2 separate regions of the Astyanax mexicanus genome follow, and region 1 is linked to region 2. A link is a contact called in public Hi-C data. All regions are on one chromosome and are shown on one strand. Each heading gives the region's core, a stretch centred on a gene start, on an enhancer-like site or on the middle of the called end of the contact. The rest is flanking DNA. Distances are from core to core; before and after follow the strand shown.

What was found. Hi-C and Micro-C count contacts between places; a contact is called where the count stands out from the background.
Region 1: a Hi-C map of muscle shows a contact between it and region 2, with 7 times the contacts expected there. The contact joins the promoter of pacs2 here to the enhancer-like site in region 2. A contact is called at or near these places in 2 of 3 Hi-C or Micro-C datasets (both in muscle).

The regions. Positions count from the first base shown.
Region 1 is chr7:10,666,354-10,673,268 of AstMex3_surface, forward strand. pacs2 (phosphofurin acidic cluster sorting protein 2) reads right to left here and starts at 3,021. Exons shown (of 25, transcript XM_007247585.4): 1 at 2,639-3,021. The coding sequence starts at 2,757.
Region 2 is chr7:10,624,961-10,632,136 of AstMex3_surface, forward strand. pacs2 (phosphofurin acidic cluster sorting protein 2) reads right to left here. Exons shown (of 25, transcript XM_007247585.4): 2 at 5,094-5,181; 3 at 3,805-3,894; 4 at 3,317-3,442; 5 at 2,975-3,134; 6 at 1,461-1,534; 7 at 587-667; 8 at 377-433. Among protein-coding and RNA genes, the nearest start is that of dcaf5, 32 kb to the left of the region's middle. Within about 2 kb of position 5,126, the one cell type or tissue checked has an H3K27ac peak away from gene starts, as active enhancers do.

The DNA.
Region 1 (6,915 bases), core at 1,771-4,270, 39 kb after region 2:
CTGTACAGTCTGGAAGAACCACCTCACTTAGACCTGCTTTAGAGCAAGAAACAGCACAATACACCGGCATGCATTCCATCAAACCTACTGTCTGCAGGTGTACACCACTACTGCTGCTGTGCAAATACAGTACTATAAGTGTTTTGTAATATACAGGCTTAATATGTGTAAATGTGCCATTTATAATATTGATCCACATCAATGTATGTATGCACATTGGCTCATATTTTATTTATGTAAAATATACATGTAAAAAAATGAGGACACCCCACTCCCATCCTAGAGTCATCTGCATCTACAACCTTCTTTCTGAAGGCCTCAGAGAGCTCTCTGGGCTGGCCTTGATGATCCGTTCATGGCAAAAAACGAGATCAAACCACACTTCTTTAGTTATATATCTATATATCAATTTCTAATATTTATACTCACATTATATTCACACACAGTGCACATGAAAGAACAATAAGCCCCTTCACCAATTATTAGATGGAGTAAAAAAAAACTTTAAACAGTGTATTTAAACAGTGAATTTCTAACTGTGTACACACTGTAAGAAATACACATTTTTATAATGATGAAATAATATTGTCATTGTAATTAATCTTTAATTGCAATGTTTCTACATACATCATAATCTAAACAAGACTGCACTTTGTTGAGTGACATTTCTCTAAAAACAAAATCATTACAGTACAATCAACCCATCCATGCTGTTCTCTGAAATTAAATCACAGATTTATAACTTGTTATTTGTATATCAGGTTCTATAGCAGGTGATATTTAATTATAATCAGTTTTCAACATCTCATAAAATATGTGCAATATATGTAGGAACAAATATATGTTGCTATATACACTGCCTGGCCAAAAAAAACTCACACATTCTAATATCTGGTTGTCTGTATATTACCTTTAGCTTTGATTACAGCACACATTCGCTGTGACATCGTTTCCACAAGCTTCTGAAATATCACTTTCATTTTATATTTATTTCTGTTCAGTGTTGCATTCATTTTCCCCCAAAAATGGTATTGATGATGAGAGATTTGGAGCACTGCACAAAAGTCTTCTCCACCAGCACATCCCAAAAATTCTCAATGAGGTTAAGGTCTGGACTCTGTGGTGAACAATCTATATGTGAAAATGATGATCTCATGCTCCCTGAATCACTCTTTCACAATTCCAGCCCCATGAATCCTGACATTGTTATCTTGGAATATGGCCGTGCCATCAGGGAAGAAAAATTACATTGATAGAATAATCTGGTCTGTATTCAGGTATTCAGGTAGTCAGCTGATCTCATTCTTCCAGCACATACTGTTGCTGAACCTAGACCTGATCAACTGCAGCAACCTGCATCATATCACATATCAGATCATATCACCGCCCCCACAAGCTTATATGGTAGCACTAGGAATGATGGGTGCATCACTTCAGCCGTCTCTCTTCTTACCCTGATGCTCCATCATTCTAAAACAAACCACATGAGCTTCTTCCATTGCTACAGACTCCAGCCTTTATATTCCCCAGCAAACTTTAGTGCAAATCCTTTCAGTTCCCTTTTTATTACATATGTGAAAATGCTTTTACTTTCATAATTAAACATAACCTTGGGTTCTAGTTTTGTTTTTCTACCATTTGATTTTGCCAAACCTTGAGGTAATCCTGCCACATTCTTTCTTGGAAGATAATGTTTTCCCACTGTCCTTCTACTTATTATTAATGGTTTTGGACAGTTCTTGATTTTAGTAGTTTTAGAATCTCCTTAAATGTTTTCTCTGCTTGATACATGTCAATAATTTGACACTTCTGAAACAGATAAACATTTTTCCAAGACCACAGGATGTGTATTTCCATGTGGTTCTTTAACAAATGAGAAGGTACTCACTGCATCAGATAGGGTTAAATAAAGCATAATCACCCATGCAGTAATTATCCATTGGCAGGCTCCTACCTATTAGCATTTGGCCAGACAGTGAATTCTAATAATCTTAATAAATAAATATACTTACATATGCCTATATAATATATGTAAATGTGTTGTCTGAATGTGTTTTTTAATGTGTAACACATGCAGTACACACACCCTACACACACACACAAAACTTAACAAATATTTTGACTGCTTGTGGGTGGGCTCTCAAGTTGGGACATTGTACTCACAAACTTACACACACACAAAACCTCACACTCTCACACACACACACCAGCAACTTATTGCACTGTTGGTTTCTGCACGCGCCAGCTTGCTCGCGATCTGCTTCCACAAATAACAATAAACCCCAGCTGAAGCAGTTCAGTATTACAGGGTCCTTCACTGCAGGAGGGAACAGCAGCAGCAGTGACGTCACATTGCCTTTCTGTTTGCATTGTAATCGTTTACAGCTGAAAAACAACAATAACAATCACAGAAACAGCAGCGGTGCTTCAAACTGGCCTCGCGGTGCAAAGTGCAAAGAGGAACCCGGCGCGGGACAACACGGGCACGGGAACGCGCACGCGCGCGCACACACAAACCCATACACCCACAACAGGGGGAGCTCGCGAGCAGACCGGTGCAATGCAGAAGAGTACGGACACCGAAACCCATTACATGCACGGGCACGCGCACACGGGGACACAGGTGCACAGCTCTCACCTGGGGATGCAGTGCGGAGAGGAGCCGTCTATCTCCCACGTGGCGAACAGGTTCATGGGCACCGGCGTGTTGAGCGCGCCCCCGGGGAAGCTGAGCCGGGACCCTCCTCGCTCCGCCATGCTGACGAGCGCGCGCACACACACTCACACACTGACACACACAAACACACACGCGCGCGCTCGCGCCGGACTTGGGTGAAAGAAAGAGTCCTCCGCGCGCCCCTGCTGCTGCTGCCGCCGCTCCCCTCACGTGGCCGCGCTTCTCCTCCTCATGCTGTTTTTGTTGTTTACTTGTTGTTTATGTTAATGTTAATTTCGGTGTCGTTATTTCCAGCACGCGCATCGGCCGCCCGCGAGACCGGAGAGCTGCAGCGCACCCGCCGCCGCCACCGCTCGCGCTCCTGTCTGTTTTCTTTCTCACGCCTGTGCCGACAAGCCCCACCCCTCCTCCCGCGCCGAGGCTGACTCTCCGTAGCCCCGCCCCCTCTGCGCCGGGATTGGCTGGATGGAGCTGTCAGAACACTGGTGAGGACACCGGCAAGGGAAAATCACATGACCTTAATTAAATACCCCCCCCCCCCCTTTATTCATTCATTCATTCAAAGTGACAAATAGTGAAGGCAGGTCTCTGTGTGTAGATTTTGTTTGTGCGTGTGTGTGTGTGTGTGTGTGTGTGTGTGTGTGTACATATAAACATTCTTATGAACTGTACAAACTTTCCTCAGGTAGTTCTCTGGGCACCACCATCTTGAAATTGAATGACGATAATTCGATTGACAATCATGAATAAATAGGTAGGATAGGGGAACAAATTGCAAAATTAATTCAGTGGAAATGCATGAATTCCACCTGTTGCTGAAAATATGTTAATATTGAAAAATAGAAATTTATTTGTATGGGCAATGCTATGCCCCTATTGCTAGCATTGTGAGCCTGTAGGGAGCATCAGCTAAAAGCTCTGTATTTTGGAATGTGGTGGGTGAATGGAGGTGGGATATTCACCGAAAGTCTGTACTCGTTATCATGTTTCACTACAACCCAAGTCCATTTCACACCAGAGTTTTCCTTTAAGGGAACACATAGCTGCAGGCTGAAGAATAAACAGCTAGGTTAGTGTATTTTTTTTTCTATTTCACCTGACGTTATGAAGCTATAATGGAATTGGTGATCGCCAGCTGTTCATTTAATTTTCATTTCCACCTTAAATAAAAAAGTAGTGTGTGTATGTGTGTGTGTACACCTAAACATGTTTCCAAAAACAAGTGGGTTCATGTAAGTGTGAAAACAAGTCAATCAAAATCCAAACAGAATGTTCACCAACATAAACATAGTGCATAGTGCCCACAACTTAATGAATGCCCAAATTTATGAATGAGGTGTACCGCAGGTAAATTACTGCAGAGAGCATGTTGAGGGTAGTTTAAACAGGGTTCACTTGTTTTCTATTAACATAGTTAACTTTAGTTAAACTAGCTGGCTAGGTGTTAAAAGAGAACTTTGATGTAAAACATGATAAAAGTACAAAACTAAAGTTTACCCACAGCATTCTAAAATCCAGTGCTTTCAGACGATGCTCCCAACAGGCTCATAACAGGCTAGTGATAGAGGCATAGCATTACTTATGCAAATAAATCACTATTTTTGCACCAGTAAGTAACAAGCTCAAAGTAGCTCCACACTTCACTGGTAAAATTTTCTGAGTGCACTGACATTAAAACAAGGCACTAAGAATTTTTAACAGTTTACTAATAAAAAAAAAAGTTTTTTAATTCAGTGGAAATGCATGAAGTCCAGCTTTTGCTAAAAATATCTGTGTAATATTCATTCATTGTGATTTCTTTGCATTTGCTTTGTAATGCTATATCACTAGCATTGTAAGTCTGTTGGTAAAAAGCGCTGCATTTCAGAATGCTAATTTCTCCATTTCACACCAGATTTCTCCTTTAAGAAGCTACTGTACTTTATCCACTCTAATAAAATAACAACAAACAGGTCAAAAATGTGTAATGTAGGAATTGTTGGCCAATGTCGATATTATACATATATATCTGCTGATGCTCATATACATTTTTATAACTCCCCAGTATAGCTTTCGGTTAGAAGTTAATAACATGCCCGTGGTAGGTTGCAGTAGGGTAATCACGTTTGTGCGTGAGGGGCAGCATAGTGGAGAAACAGCACAGTGCTTGAAAACTGCTGGTAAGTGGGCCAATGCACGAGATTGGAAGTTATTAGTGGATGTAGGTAGTAAACTGCAGATCCCAGAGTGCATTCTGGTTACAACCTTGAGGTCGGATGTAGTGTTGTACTCTGAAAGTAAGCGGATAGTGTATTTTATAGAGCTGACTGTTCCGTTTGAAGACGAGGTAGATGGAGCTTATGAAAGGAAAAGGCTGAAGTATACAGACTTGGTGGCTGAGGTGAGAGAGCGTGGGTGGCAAGCGTATATTAGACCGGTAGAGGTAGGTACTAGAGGCTTTGTTGTGAAGTCTGCCACAAGACTGCTGTCTGAATTCGGAATTAGAGGTCGTGTGCTAAGGACTGTAGTGAAGGAGTTGTCAGATGTAGCTGAAAGATCTAGTCAGTGGTTGTGGTTCAGAAGGGCTGAGGCTGTGTGGGGAAGGGAGTGAGTTTGTGCTTCTACAGCAAGCTTGGAGGGGGGTGGGTCTGGGACGCCAGACTTCACTGTTGAGCCTTCTGGAGGTGTCGTGGGCCTAATTCAGCGAAACACTGACGAAGGAAGGTGCCTGCCTGATGACCCCTGAGAAGAGCTTGCACTGAAGTTTGTGTTAGAGTTTGGATGAAGGGGATTGGTGTGGTCCTGCTCTTGTAATAATTTGTCTCATGAGTTTTTGTAGACGTCTGAGTACTTGGCAGTTGAGGCACGGACCACGAACATAGTTCGCTATGCTTCTGGATTCTTGTCGAGCCAGTATCGGATGGTAGTGGTTGCTGTGTTCTGCTCACGCAACTTATAATGTGATTTATTGTGTGTGATTGTGCTTAGGTAAGTGTGTTGTTGCCATAGTTAAAGGAAGTGAGCTTAGATTAAGGAGGGATTCTGTGTGTTCATAGGTTATTTTTTGGTAGGTCTGTTACTTGGCAGTTGAGGCAATGGACCATGAACATAGTGTTAGGCTGTGCTTCTGGATTCTTGTCGAGCCAGTATCAGATTGTGGTGGTTTTGCTATTGTTGTTAGTTGAGTGAGTAGTAGATCCTGGCTGAGCCCTAGGCATAACCCCAGCTGTTAGGTGCAGGATTTGTCAATTTCCTGTATTATATTACTTAATTATAAATGATAACATAAATTCAAATTAAAACAGCCTAAATCAATATATTTTAAAGTAGTGAGCCACTGTCAGCAAATTGTATTAGTGCGAGCAGCATCTCTAGGCCAAGCATTGGTTTGATATATTGTCCAAATTAGACAATGCTGATGTTTAAAAAAAAAAAAAAAATTGCAATTACTGGCAATACAGATATAATTCTGATATACCTGTAAATTGTGATTTTTTTGAGACTGGGGGTGTTGAGCTACCTCACTTAAATGAGTTATAGCAGGGGGGGATGTCTGCCTAAATACACTTAAATACAAATTTAACCATGTTAACCAACATATATGTAACTAACATCATTAGTGTTCCAGCTGAAATTTTCTTGGAAAAAGAAAATTCTGAAATCTGAGAGTGTTGGCTAACTGTGTTCACTAGCAGTAGGTCAATTAACTGTGCTCACTAACTGAGTATTCACTAATCACAAGTAATTCTCTAATGACATCCATTAGTAATATTAGTGTGTTCAATAGCAGTGTGTTCACTAGTGTGCAGCAGTAGTTGCCGGCCTGAGCATCCGCAGGCAGTGAGGACTGTATGCAGGCAGTGAGGCAGTATGAAGGGCTGCAGGAGGACACAGCTGCACTGAGGGACACACTGTTCCAGAAGGACACTGTTTATTACTGCTTTTTACACACATTATACCTTCTGAGTGTGTGTGTGTGTGTGCCATATCCCTATACTGTTTACTGACCTTTACACACTCGACTGTGTACTTTGTTTTGCCGTTTTAGGAGAGACCAAATATCCTCCTGCTGAGCTGATAACATTAGAGCGAGCTCTGCTGACGGCCGTGAGCGACGAGCTTTTACAGCTTCCACTCAGAGAAATGAGGAGATCACAGAGCTGCTGCTCTGCCGAGATTAAGGCTGGGGTCAGACTACAGTAATGCAGGTTGAGTGGAAAACTATAACACTGTAATAACTATCATGCAATCAAATGTGG
Region 2 (7,176 bases), core at 3,876-6,375:
GAGCATGTTCAATGTTTTACATTAAGGCCAAAAGGTTCAACTCTGATCTTATCTGACCAGATCACCTTTTTCCACATGTTTGCTGTGTCCTCTGTATGGACTTCTTATGGCTTTCTTTCAAAAATGGCTTTATTCATGCCACTTTCCCATAAAGGGCAGATTTGTGGAGTATATGACTAATAATTGTCCTGTGGACAGATTCTCCCACCTCAGCTGTGGATCTCTGCAGATCCTCCACAGTGATCATGAGCATCTTGGCTGCTTCTCTAATTAGTGCTATACTTTATTAAGGCACTGTATTTGACTTCACATGCCCACAGAAGCACTAGTGTGAGTATATTATATAGTATATATAACATGCAACGCGCAGTCTTACCTCATCAGAGACTCGGAAACGCTTCAGCAGAGCAACCACACGCTGCTTAAAGTTCTGCTGCTAATGAGGAGACACACAAAAACAAACACACACACACAAACACGCACACACACACACACACACAGAGTTCACAGTTCTGATGAGAATCGAGGAACTGAGACATATCACTAATAAATAAATGCCCTGTGTGCGAGCATGTGCAGTGCTTACTCTGGTGATGGACGCTGTCCGTACAATTGACCTGCGCTGTTTTTTAGGCTTCCTCACATCAAACTCATCATCCTCAAGATCCTGGTGAGAAATAAAACACACTCCAATAAATCACACCACACTGCCAGTAATAAAACATTAAGTGTGTTTTATTAATTTCAACCTGTGCAAAAAGTTTTTAAGTCATATTAAGGTTTGAAGATGTATTCACTTGTTTGCACTTAAAACATTTAGTGTGTATATACAGCCCTGAAAATAATTAAGAAACCACATTTTGCTATTTATAGGTATATGTTTGAGTTAAATGAACATTGTTGTTTAATTCTATAAACTATGGTCAACATTTCTCTCAAATCCCAAATAGTCATTTAGAACATTTATTGCAGAATGAGAAATGGCTGAAATAACAAAAAAGATGCAGAGCTTTTAGACCTCAAATAATGCAAAGAAAACAAGTTCATATTCATATTCACAAGTTCAGTTTTTAGTTTTTAGAGTTTAGAAATCAATATTTGGTGGAATAACCCTGGTTTTAATCACAGTTTTCATGCATCTTGGCATGTTCTTCTCCACCAGTCTTACACACTGCTTTTGGATAACTTTATGCCACTCCTTGTACAACAATTCAAGCAGTTCAGCTTGGGTTGATGGCTTGTAATCACCAATCTTCCTCTTGATTTTATTCCAGAGGTTTTCAATTTAGTAAAATCAAAGAAATTCATCTTTTTTAAGTGGTCTTTTATTTTTTTTTATACAGAGCTGTATATAAATTAAATTAAGATATTAATTTATATTTATATATATATATTTCTCTCACATATGTAAATGTAACTGATAAACTGATGAATCAATAAGGTGATATAAGGTGACTGACCTGTCCCTGAACAGCATCATCACTGGCCTCCTGCTCAGACGAAAAACTCTCATACTCCTCTTCTGAGTAATTATCTACATTAAAACCAACAGAAATTCAGTCTCATACCATATATTTTTTTTTATTTAGTGTGAAAAAAGTAAAAAGGTCTATATGTCTAAAAATATTAAATTACAGTCCTGTATCTGTTTCTCTACACTTTATTATTTCTACTACTTTATTACTTTCTTCTTTTCCCCCTTTTCTTCAATGTTCAAGACCCCACAGGACCACTACAGAGCAGCTATTATTATTTAGGTGGGAGTTATTCTCAGCACTGAAGTGACTGAAGTGAAGAGCGTTATGTTAGGGCTTTTTCACAACTAAAAAACACAGACCAGAGTCCGTATCAAGGTTTATGTCTTTGTTACATTGTATATATTTGGTAACTTTACCAGGTGTTGTGACGGATTCTAGCTCTCTGTCAGAATTTGACTCTGAGTGTAAAAGATTATCATCAGGTTGCTTTTATTTCTGTTTATAAATAAGGGTTAATCTACTGTTACAGTAAATAAATAAAATACAGTCTAAGATTTTATGTCCATAATGTTGCCTGATGCACCTGCTCACAAAGGGGAGTCGGATTTCAACACCAATTCTTTTTTCTTTGGTTTGTTTAAAATGTCTTGCCCCGTATATGGGCTACAGATGTAGGTGATACAAAATGCTTTTTTTCTGCAGTAAAATAACTTATTTACATTCTGCAAATTTGAGGGCTTTGAAATATTCTACAGGACACTTGGAGAAGCTGCCTGTTTTCTTTCTACTTTACTTAATAATTCCATATCAGTAGCAGGAATAAACTCAAATACTGCAGGTTTGAAAATAGACGTAAAGACTAGACAAAACTAAAGGTTTGAAAGACATAAACTGATTGATTTGTATTCAGGAAAATAATGATTTTTAAAAAGAGCCAATTTTATGATATGAGTCATTATATTTTGACATTAGCAGATTTACTTAAAAAAAAAAATTATATTTTTTATTACAATTACAATTATGCTTTTCAGTAATGTTCCTCATGAACAAACATGAAATGTATGTAATGTTTGAATAGAAATTCTCAAGATTTAGTAGTGTAATGCCAGACAATTGCCAAAAATCCTGGCCCGTTAAGAGGTTAAAGTGTGAATTTGAATTATCTAGAAAGGTATTTTCACACTGCAGACGAACCGGACCATGGTCGGACCAAACTCCTTTCATACCTACTACTTTGGTTCAGACCAAAGTATGGAAACAATGCAGATGCGAAAGGTGGGTGTGGCACTCACTGTCCACTCTATTACATACTCCTACCTAGAGCTGCTCCAACTTGTAGATAAAGTAAAGTCAGAGACAGAAGCTCTAAATCTGTTGCTGCACAGTTTGTGTTGGTCATCCTTTAGCGTCCTACATATGTGGTCACAGGACGCTGCCCATAGGATGCCGCCCACATGCATGTGTGTACTTTAAACAGCTGTGTGTGTGTGTGTTACCCGAGCATTTGAGTTTCTGTCCCAGTAGTGCCGCCTCCTCATGGTCTATAGGCTGACTGGAGAGAGAGTAGATCCAGATCTCAGCGACCTTCCCCTGAAGCTCCTTCTGATGACTGCACAGAGACAACACCTGCCCACCTTCTGCTGGATGCTGCATGACCTACACACACACACACACACACACAAATACATTTAATAAAAAAATGAATACTATACTAGGTTCTATATAGTAAGTATTTATTTACAAAAAATACCCCATACATCCTCTATATAATCTCACAATAATATGTATATGTAATTATGCTACTGGTAACAGTAGCTGAAGAAGGACTGGTTGTGCACCTCAGCCATATCCACAGATCCAGCAGCGAGGGTTTTATAGCCCAGGATGGTTCTGTTTTTATAGCGTTTCCTCCTCTGCAGCAGAATCTGCAGCTTATTCCCTTCTCTCTTCAGAAAGTGAGGGTACTGGAAACACATATACACACACACATTTGTTAATGTGAATACACACCTATCAGAAAATGACAAAGATATGAGAATGCACTTACAGCTTGTCTAGACCCTGTATTAATGCTAATAGAATATTTGGTATGTGGTGGGGTACTCATCATCCAGCATTAATAATAATGCTCTTGTCATTAAATGCAATCAAATACTCACAGCAATGCTCCAAAATCTAGTCAAAAAGCCTTGCCTGGACAATAGAGACAGTTACTCCAACAAAACTTTACCCTTAAATTCCAAAGAAACAATAAATTTCCCACTACATATAGCTTTTAGTGAATCAGTATAATGATGTTTAAATGTGAATGTGTGTTTTGTTTTACCTGCAGAGAGAAAGTAAGTGCGAGGTCAGTCTCCACTGATCCAGTAGGAGGCAGTACAATCTCATGAGAGCGCAGGATACGTTTGGAGCCCTGAGGTCACAGAGGTCATAAGAGACCTTAACACACAATGCTCAAACCAGGACTAAAAAACAAATTAAGCTATTTATTTAGACACAAAATGCATTGTTTAATATATTAAATACATATACAATAGGAGTCAAAAGTTTGGACACACCTCACTCAATGTTTTTATTTTTAATAGAGCATTACTCAAATAAAGCTATTCACTGTATACCAACTAGAGCCTATGCGCGTGAGCCCTGATTTAAACCCGACATTTCTTAATAAGTAGAACATTAAAACTGAGCTTTTTAAAAACATTTCCGGACTGTTTTAATGAGCGGAATCTGATCAGAATGATGTTAATTAACATTGCAAAGCTAAAGAAGCATAGACCTATTAATTAAGAAAAATATTAATATCAAACACATTAAGAGGCAAGAAATTCAAGTAATTAACTCTTGACGAGTTCAGCACAGCTGTTAACTAAAAGCCTGAAAGTCCAGGTGACTCTACCTCATACAGCTGACTAAGACAATGCCAAGATGTGCAAAATTGCTATCTGTGCAAAAGTTGCTACTTTGAAAAATCTAAAATATAAAACATATTCTGGTTTGTTTAACACTTGTTTACTAAATAATTCCAATATAAATTCTCCAAAAAAATATTTATAGATTGAATGATTTTAGTATTAATATACAATGCTGCACATATTTAAAAAAAAGAAAAAACACTAAATGTAAGAAACTTTTAATGGTAGTAACATTATGATCATAACATTATGATCACCTCTTTGTTTCTACATCTCTTATACATTTTTTTAGCTCCAGCTGCACTGCTGTGTCTGATCCACTTGCACCAGTACAACACACACCAACACACCACCACTTTGTCAGTGTCACTGCAGTGCTGAGAATGACCCACCACACTCCACCCCTCCTGTAGGGTCCTGAGTGTTGAAGAACAGGGTGAAAGGAGGATAATAATGTATTCCGTATGTGGTCCTATATAATCAGCAGAGCTGAAAAAATGGATAATGGGTGTAGAAACAAGAAGGTTTGTAAGCTTGATCTTTGCAATATAATACAAAGTACTAAGTGGAACAAAAAGCTCATTAAGAAGGTTAAAATAACATCTGTAAGGCTACAACACCACTAATTTCTGTTTAATACCCAAATCTGACACACCAGAGGGCGGAGCCTGGCCTGTGGGAGGAGCATGGCACTCACCTGAATTTTGACGGCGATGACCACAGAGATCAACTCTTTATCCAGCTCCCTCAGAACCACCAGCTTCTTCAGCGTCAGACTGCACAACCTGAGAAAGAGACAGAGAAAGAGAGTAGAAATCAGTCTGTAACTGAGACTGTATTTAGTGGAGCTGAGAATAGAGCAACTGAGGCAATGGGTGGATCACAGGAAGAGTGAGAGAGAGTGAGGAACACTCAGGCTATTTCTGATCCCTAAATATCTGTATACAGTTGTTATTCACTAGTATAAAGTGTTTAAACCAGGGGTGTCCAAACTTTTTTGTTGGGGGCCAGAAGGAGAAATATATTTGAAGTCACGGGCCACACTCTGTAATAAAACAAATAATGAAATATACCACTTTAAATAATACTTTTTTCCTGATTATTTCATTTACACACCATTTTACTTGACTTACTATCTTTATTTTTGACAGTGTTGTGTAAACTAAGATTTTTCAAATTGATGTTTAATTTCATGATGTCTCTTAATAATAAACTCCTTAATTACGGCAACTTTTAGACTCTTTGGCCCGTTTTTCTGTGCTAGAAATGCACACCCTCTCCGCTTTTAGACTCTTTGGCCCGTTTTTCTGCGCTAGAAATGCACACCCTCTCCGCTTTTAGACTCTTTGGCCCGTTTTTCTGCACTAGAAATGCACACTCTCTCCACTTTTAGACTCTTTGGCCCGTTTTTCTGCGCTAGAAATGCGCACTCTCTCCGCTTTTAGACTCTTTGGCCCGTTTTTCTGCGCTAGAAATTCGCACTCTCTCCACTTTTAGACTCTTTTACCCCGTTTTTCTGCGCTAGAAATGTGCACCCTCTCCGCTTTTAGACTCTTTTACCTCGTTTTTCTGCACTAGAAATGCACACCCTCTCCGCTTTTAGATTCTTTTGCGCCGTTTTTCTGCACTAGAAATGCGCACCCTCACCACTTTTAGACTCTTTGCCCATTTCTGACACCTAGCGTTCAAACTTTGAATCTCACATTATAAAAACTTGCTTAACAGCAGGCCAACTTTCATTCTTTTTCTAAAATGCCACAAATGGCCCGCGGGCCGTAGTTTGGACACCCCTGGTTTAAACCCTGCTGTATTGCAGTGCTTGTCTAATTAAAGTATTCATTTCTGCTAAAAAACTACAGGGTTACACCAATCAGGACTGTTATCTCATTGGTCGCGACTTCACTAGGAGAACTGAAAGCCATTCAATTAACCACAAACACAGTTTGGAACCAAACTTAATTCATATTCTGATTTAAAGTGAGGAGTTCCCAGGTGGGATGAGTGGGTCATATACAAAGAATTATACCACAGTTAGTTCCGACCCTGCAATGTGATTGGCTGAGAGCCGTTTTTGAGTGCCATTATCAGCCAGTAATTCACTGTAACCTAGCTCTCAATGTATTACTTCACCACATACAGGTGACCTAGCAATGATGCAGCGCTTACAAACCAAACAACGCAGCTACAAACAGAGCAGATATGGAACTATTTTAAGTGGCGGAGGGTTTATAACCAAACAGATTGTATTTTCTCATCCTCTTTAACTCAAAATCTTTTAATAAACAGCGATAATGGAACTGTGGTACAATTGCAATAATACACTCGGTGGGAGTAAAATAAATGTCACTAGCTCCTGCAGAGGATGTATTTGAGTATAAGCATATGTATATGTGAAAAGAATCAACATCACTAGACCCTTTCTGAAAGAGATACTGTTAAAAAACTTTAAAACAAATTCTGAACATCTGATTTCTACACTGATTTTACACAGCACGTCATGATCAAACAAACACCTTATGACCTTATTGTTAAATTACACTCATGATAATTAATAAATAAGGTGGTAAACTCAATGAACTCGTAATAAGGGTACTAATACAACAGTGTGTGTATGAGTGTGTGTGTGTGTGTGTGTGTGTGTGTGTGTGTGTGTGTGTGTGTGTGTGTGTGTGTGTGTGTGTGTGTGTGTGTGTGTGCATGTGTGTGCCGGAACGTGCTGTACAGTGCAGTCACAGGCTGCCATTGTCTAGAATCTTCCTCTCTCTCTTGCTCTCTCTCCT